Linked DNA regions of Mus musculus: region 1 is linked to region 2. The links are chromatin contacts, called in public promoter capture Hi-C maps. All regions are on one chromosome and are shown on one strand. Each heading gives the region's core, a stretch centred on a gene start, on an enhancer-like site or on the middle of the called end of the contact. The rest is flanking DNA. Distances are from core to core; before and after follow the strand shown. Region 1 holds the start of Grap (GRB2-related adaptor protein). Region 2 holds the start of B9d1os (a long non-coding RNA gene).

Evidence for each region. Capture Hi-C pulls out chosen DNA fragments and counts their contacts.
Region 1: a promoter capture Hi-C map of adipose tissue shows a contact between it and region 2. The contact joins the promoter of Grap here to the promoter of B9d1os in region 2. A contact is called at or near these places in 9 of 39 promoter capture datasets (the 3T3-L1 cell line, the SN4741 cell line, embryonic stem cells and 4 more), 5 of 484 Hi-C or Micro-C datasets (CD4 T cells, CD8 T cells, the N1E-115 cell line and 2 more), 10 of 115 datasets of contacts at active chromatin or transcription factors (bone marrow-derived macrophages, effector CD8 T cells, embryonic stem cells and 3 more) and 3 of 9 other capture datasets (adipose tissue, liver and pancreatic islet).

Annotation. Positions count from the first base shown.
Region 1 is chr11:61,651,508-61,654,571 of GRCm38.p6, reverse strand. Grap (GRB2-related adaptor protein) reads right to left here and starts at 1,251. Exons shown (of 5, transcript NM_027817.3): 1 at 1,148-1,251. The coding sequence starts at 1,225.
Region 2 is chr11:61,503,156-61,506,371 of GRCm38.p6, reverse strand. B9d1os (a long non-coding RNA gene) reads left to right here and starts at 1,286. Exons shown (of 1, transcript XR_141098.4): 1 at 1,286-1,987. B9d1 (B9 protein domain 1) reads right to left here and starts at 1,228. Exons shown (of 7, transcript NM_013717.3): 1 at 1,101-1,228; 2 at 1-28. The coding sequence starts at 1,163.

The sequences.
Region 1 (3,064 bases), core at 2-2,501, 150 kb before region 2:
ACAACTTAGGTAGATACACCAGCACCTTAGCTTGAAGAAGGGGGTGCACAAAGGTATGTGGTTGCTTTAGGACCCCAGCTTAGAGCTTTAGACACCCAGGGGACCGAACAAAGAAAGGCTCAAGAATTAAAGCAATGGAGATTGGCTCACACTACACTACACTACACTACACTACACTACACTACACTACACTACACTACACTACACTACACTACACTACACACGTACAGACACCTTGCTGAGCCTCGCTCACTGCAGCCAAGCCATGGTCTTCCACAGCCAGGAGATCCACACTGAGCCTGGGACCCATGTACAGGATAGCTCTAAAGAGTCTGTCTCCGTGCTTGAATCTTCGAGCCAGGGCTCAGGGTGGTAGCCATCTAGCCCTGTGTCTGTTGCTCCAGGGGGTCACAATAGGGGCAGTGGAGGGCACAGGATGGGCCACTAGCATTCCAGTGTCCATGGTTCAGCATGGCCACTCTCCTGTGCCCCCTCAGCTCTCCTGTCATATGCAAACTTCTAAGTAAGGGCATCCCCGGTAGAGATTTCACACACTCGTGTGTCTAATGACTTGGAAGACAACCACTGTGAGTGAAAGTGGCTCAGGTGAGAACAAATGAAGTATAGCGTTCTATTTCTCCTTTCCCATCAATACAGCTTAATCTCAGCTATTTTAGCCCAATTAAGTTAGAATGTCTGCTTATTTTAGACTCTCTCTCTGTCTCTCTGTCTCTCTCTGTCTCTCTCTCTCTCTCTCTCTCTCTCTCACACACACACACACACACATACACACACTCTTACACACACACACGATTTCTACCTCTGTGTCTCTCTGTTTCTCTCTGTGTTACTGATCTCAAAATTTGTCTATTAAACTTTTCTTTAAAAACAAACAAACAAAACCCTAGAAAACAGTGGGATTTAGGCAACTCCCACCAGACTCTGTGGCCTCAGACTCTCAAATGACCCCAAAGGAAGGATCAGTAATAAATACTATTCCACTTTCCTAAATGAGGAAACTGAAGAGGGTAGAGGCAGCTAACCTGAGCCTGTCCCTCACAGCCCAGACTCCCAGGACTCTCTGAGGTGCTGGTTCTAACCCTACCAACCCTGTTGGCCCACTCAGCCCAGCTCCAGCCTTCTGTACCTTAAGCGTGTCCCCCTTGTTGAAGGCCAGCTCGTCACTCTCGGTAGCCTGGAAGCTGTACAGGGCCACGGACTCCATCCCACTGTCCCTGGGCTTCAGCCGAGGACCCAGCAGCTACAGCTTCCTGCTTCCTGCAGGAGAGGACCACTTCCTTTGTTTTGAGTATTTGTTCTTTTGAAGCTGCAGCCGGAAACTGCCCTTGATGGGGGAGAAACAGGAAGCAAAGACATGTCACCCTTGTCATAGCTCAGAGAGGGTGTGCTCATAAACCCACTTTGGCTGTGGGGGAGTCCCCATTAGGACGATGCAGAGCTGTCTCGTGCTTGGCCTCTGTCTCTCAGCCTTCACATTTCTTATCTGTTTTAAATGGAGTTTCTATTGCTGTGAAAAACACCAAAACCAAAAGTGACTTGGGAGGAAAAGGTTTATTTGGCTTAGATTATAGTCTATCAGGAAAGCCAAGGCAAGAACCTGGAGGCAGGAACTGAAGCAGAGACCACGGAGGGACACTGCTTACTGGCTTGCTTCCCATGGCTTGCTCAGCCAACTTTCTTATACACCCAGAGCATCTGCCCAGGGGTGGAACTTCCCACAGAGAACCAGACTCATCCACACCAGTCATTAGTCAGGAAAACGTCCCCACAGACTTGTCCACAAGCCAATTCTCAACTCAAGCTGCCTCTGGCTTGTGTCAAGTTGAAAACAACAACAACAACAAAAAACCAAACAAACAAAAAAACAAACAAACAAAACAACTAAGCAGGACAACTGCTGATACCTGTAGCGAGATTCCTAAGCACCCACCACCTCAAACCCAAATTCCAGCCTACGTTCAAGACACTTCCAACCGTCTCCTCTCACCTGCTCCACACAGCTCCCTCATGTACCCTTTTGGGTATTCCACTACAAGCAAACTCCAGGCTGGAGAGCCATTGTGGTGGGCACACCACCTTTTCCTACTTGCCCAGGAAGCTCCTATTCACCTATGAAAACCTCACTAATAAGGCCCCTGTTGTGCTTTAAACATCGAGTACCACCTGAGCTTTCTGTAGCTTGTGGTCTGAAGGCATTACAGCTCTGCGATTGTTAAGGGAAGGCTGTGACACTGATGCAGACAGCAGTCTGGTGAGTACTAGGGGGTAAAGCACAACACGGAGAAACACAGCTATACATTTGCAACCACATGGAACCACAGAGAGCCAGTATTCTCCAAACACACAGGGACAGCTAAAGAACCCAGGCTGTGGGATGGGTACCAGATGGATCCAGATGAAGCCAGATTTTTATTTTATTTTATTTCATTTATTTACTTATTTTTAGTTTTATTTCTAAATTATTTTTTATTATTTATTTAGTTAGTTAGTTAGTTTTTCGAGACAGGGTTTTCTCTGTGTAGCTCTGGCTGTCCTGGAACTCACTTTGTAGACCAGGCTGGCCTCGAACTCAAAAATCCTCCTGCCTCTGCCTCCCAAGTGCTGGGATTAAAGGTGTGCGCCACCACTGCCTGGCAGATTTTTTTTTTTTTTTCAAGACGGTGGTTTTCTAGAGGATGGGGCTCAGTGGGTAAGAGCACAGGCTACTCTTCCAGAGGCTTTGATTCCCAGCCCCTACATAGTGGCTCGCAGACATCTGTAAACTCCAGCTCTAGAAGCTCTGTCACTCTCTTTTGGCTCCTGTGAGCACCAAAAACACATGTATGTGCACATGCCGTCAAAACATTCATAAATGGCTAGGCGGTGGTGGCGCACGCCTTTAATCCCAGCACTTGGGAGGCAGAGACAGGCGGATTTCTGAGTTTGAGGCCAGCCTGGTCTACAGAGTGAGTTCCAGGACAGCCAGAGCTATACAGAGAAACCCTGTCTTGAAAAAAACAAAAACAAAAAAATTTTTAAAAAATGACTTTTAAAAAAACATTCA
Region 2 (3,216 bases), core at 37-2,536:
TGCAGTAGAGGTCATCATACTCTGGAAACTGAGAGAAAAAGTATACAGGATTCTGTCTAGAAAGGGCAAACTGGGCCCACACATTAGCTAGGCAGATGCAGTGGACAGGAATTAGGAACACGAGGCATCTGGGACTGAGGAGGTGGACATGGGTTTCAGGGCGGGCAGGGAATGGAAATCAGGAAGTCAGGCTTAGTCCCAGACTGCCAATACCCGTAGGTTATTTTGCTCAGGGTCTACTTTCTGTCTTGTCTTTCTCAGTCCACATGTGGTAGGCCCCTTGCCCATCTTTCAGAGTTCCCCTTCAGTCTCTAGCTGGCTTAAGGATCATTGCTTGGCTCCCTTCACTTCTCTGCATTTCTGCATGTGGGTACCTAATGTCTATCTGATAACCCTGTTAGACTGAAGAAGGAACAGGTTTCATGCCTCAGCGCATCTCCAGTGCTGGGCACAAATTAGCTCTACAGAAATGATGCTCACGTGAAACCCAGAAGCTACAGGGCCAAAGAACATGGCTAAAACTGAGGGTCCCGGAGAAAGGAAGGCCCAGGGCAGACGCCAAGGAAGGTGTCCAGAGTAAGCAGCCCAGACATCCTCTAATCGGATAGAGGAAAACAGGGAGGACGCAGTACCAATGAATGGGAAGGCAGGAACACCTACTGAGCTTCAGACTTGGCAGAACCTAAAGCATGTCAGCCAAACCTCAGAATATGTAGGAATAATGGGCATTTTCAACAAGCAGCCCAGAAGAATAATGTAGCAAAGTTCTGTCTCTTAGACGGACCGGGTCAAATCCCACCTTGGCCACTGCCTTCCGGTAAGTTCCCAGCTGTTAAATGGATCAGCTGAGTCTTCAGTCCCATTAGTCCTAGGCCACCACTCAACCAAGTAAACAGGATCCAAGTGGTACCAGCTGAACGCCTCGAGGTCTGTTTTCACTCAAGCTTGTCCGGTTCATCTACCTGGAGCCAAGGTTCTCAAATGCTGCTTCTCCTTTCCATTTATTTGAGATGCTCAGAGCATCTTGGCTTTCTAGGAGCTGAGCGAAGAGCCCGGGGAGAGAAACAGGCCGTCCCCGGGCGGAGTCCACGACTGCTTACCTGTGCGCTCTCTACCTGCCCGGTGATCATGAGCAGGAAGACGCTGGGACTTGCTGCAGCCATTGCACTGATGGGCCGGGAGACCGGCGCAGGCCGCGCGCTGTTGCCAGGAGGCTCTCGGTTGTCTTGGAAACAGACGGTAAGTCGTCTAGGACAAATTTCTCAAGCGGTGACGAGTTCGCTCAAAGGTAAGAGTGCGCAGGCGCAGTAGTCTTTATGGCTTTGGGCACTGTCCTCCGTGTCTGTCGCGCGGAACCTAACCCCCAGGGGCGGGTCCACGGACCCGCACTGTGTGACTTCACTCGTCTGGCCATGCTTGAAGCTCGCAGGCTGCAAAGCTGGATGTTGAGAAGAAGCAGCACCGGCACTCAGGCCCGCGGAAAGTCACGTGCTAGAGTTACCTCTCTCCAGGTGGTGTCGCTGTTGCCACACACAGCGACGGCAAAGACGCCATCGTTGGAAGGCTTGGTGCGCGGGAGTGGTCCAGCGGGCATCACCCAGCACATTGTCTCAGGTGAAGAATGCGCCCTTCAGCCCTATGAGGCTCTTGTCATCGAAACCCGGAGACTCCATTTGTCCAAGTCCCGCGTCCTGCATGAGAAGCTGGAGCCCACGGAACCAGTCACCCAATTTTGGAAAATCACTGGTAGCTCAGGGATGTCAGAGCTTGGTCCCAAGCCACCAGCATCCTTTTCGGTAGACACCATTGTTAGTGCTTGGATTCAACTGCACTTACTCTATCACTGTCCAATTCAAGGTGGCTTAATGCGAGCTTCTTGCCTTTAGATCCCCAGCTCGACTCTAGGGGCATTGAATGCCTGGTCCTCATTGCCCGGCCAGTGCAAAATATTTGGGAACTACTTCTTTAATAAATAAAATTGAACACATCTCAGTTTTCTGGAGGGCGTGACTGAAATCCAGACCTGGAAGGTAATTTAGCCATATTCGTTACAGGAATTTAGCTGCAGAATCAGACTTCACTTTCAGAGCTTATAAGGAAACATCAAAGAGCACATTAATGATGAGGGAGCCTGGAAACAAACGGATGCAGATGTGTATACTTTAGGGAGCTCAGCCTGCAGTAATGACACCAGGTCACGCTAACTGTTAGCTTGGAAGTCAGTTGGCGGGATTCCCAAAGCCACCTATGGGGAAGAGGAAAGGCATGTGGTCACAGCGTTCTAGGTGGGCCGAGGTGCAAGCATGTAAGAAATTCTTTTAGCTTAGAGCCAAGAGTCATACAAGCAGAGGCTCTAGGCCCCTCTCTCCTAGCCGGTGGCTGCCACTTGCTGTTCTTTACTGAAAGCGTTGGAAAGATACAGGCTACTGAAAGGAAGCCTTCTCAATCCCCAAATTACTCATTAGATAAGGCTTTTCTGTCCTAAACCAACAGGATGAGACATTTAGGAAGAGGTCTGTGCTGGCTAGTTTTTTTGTCAATTTGGCACAAGCCATAGTTATCTGAGAGGAGGGAACCAAGATTGAGAAAGCCTCCATGTGATTGGGCTTGTAAGCCTGTTGAACATTTTCTTAATTAGTGATTGGTGGAGAAGGGCCAGGCCCACTGTGGATGGTGCTACCCTAGGCTGGTGATCCTGAGTTCTATGAGAAAACAAACCTGGGGATGATTTCAGTCACTGGTACCTGTACTCTCTCAGGCCTTTTCTGTCCTGTAGGAGAATGTTCCCATCTAGTTACTAAAGGCATCCATAGCAGGAGATACCGTATGCTCCTGGTTTGGGCATATGAGTGAAGCCATAAGTCTTCATCAAGGAACCCTCATTTTATAAAATGTTTCATTCTCCTTATCACTGCAGAGGTAAGATAATGAAAAGCATCCCCAGGCTCTCACCCAGCAGCTGTAGAGTGCTCGAGGACCCTGGTAGATGTTCTGGTGAGTTTTATGTCAATTTGACAAAAGCTAGGGTCATCAGAGAGACAGGAGTCTCAGTTAAGAAAATGCCTCCTGGGGGCTGGTGAGATGGCTCAGTGGGTAAGAGCACCTGACTGCTCTTCCGAAGGTCTGAAGTTCAAATCCCAGCAACCACATGGTGGCTCACAACCACCCATAATGAGATCTGATGCCCTCTTCTGGTGTGTCTGAAGACAGCTACAG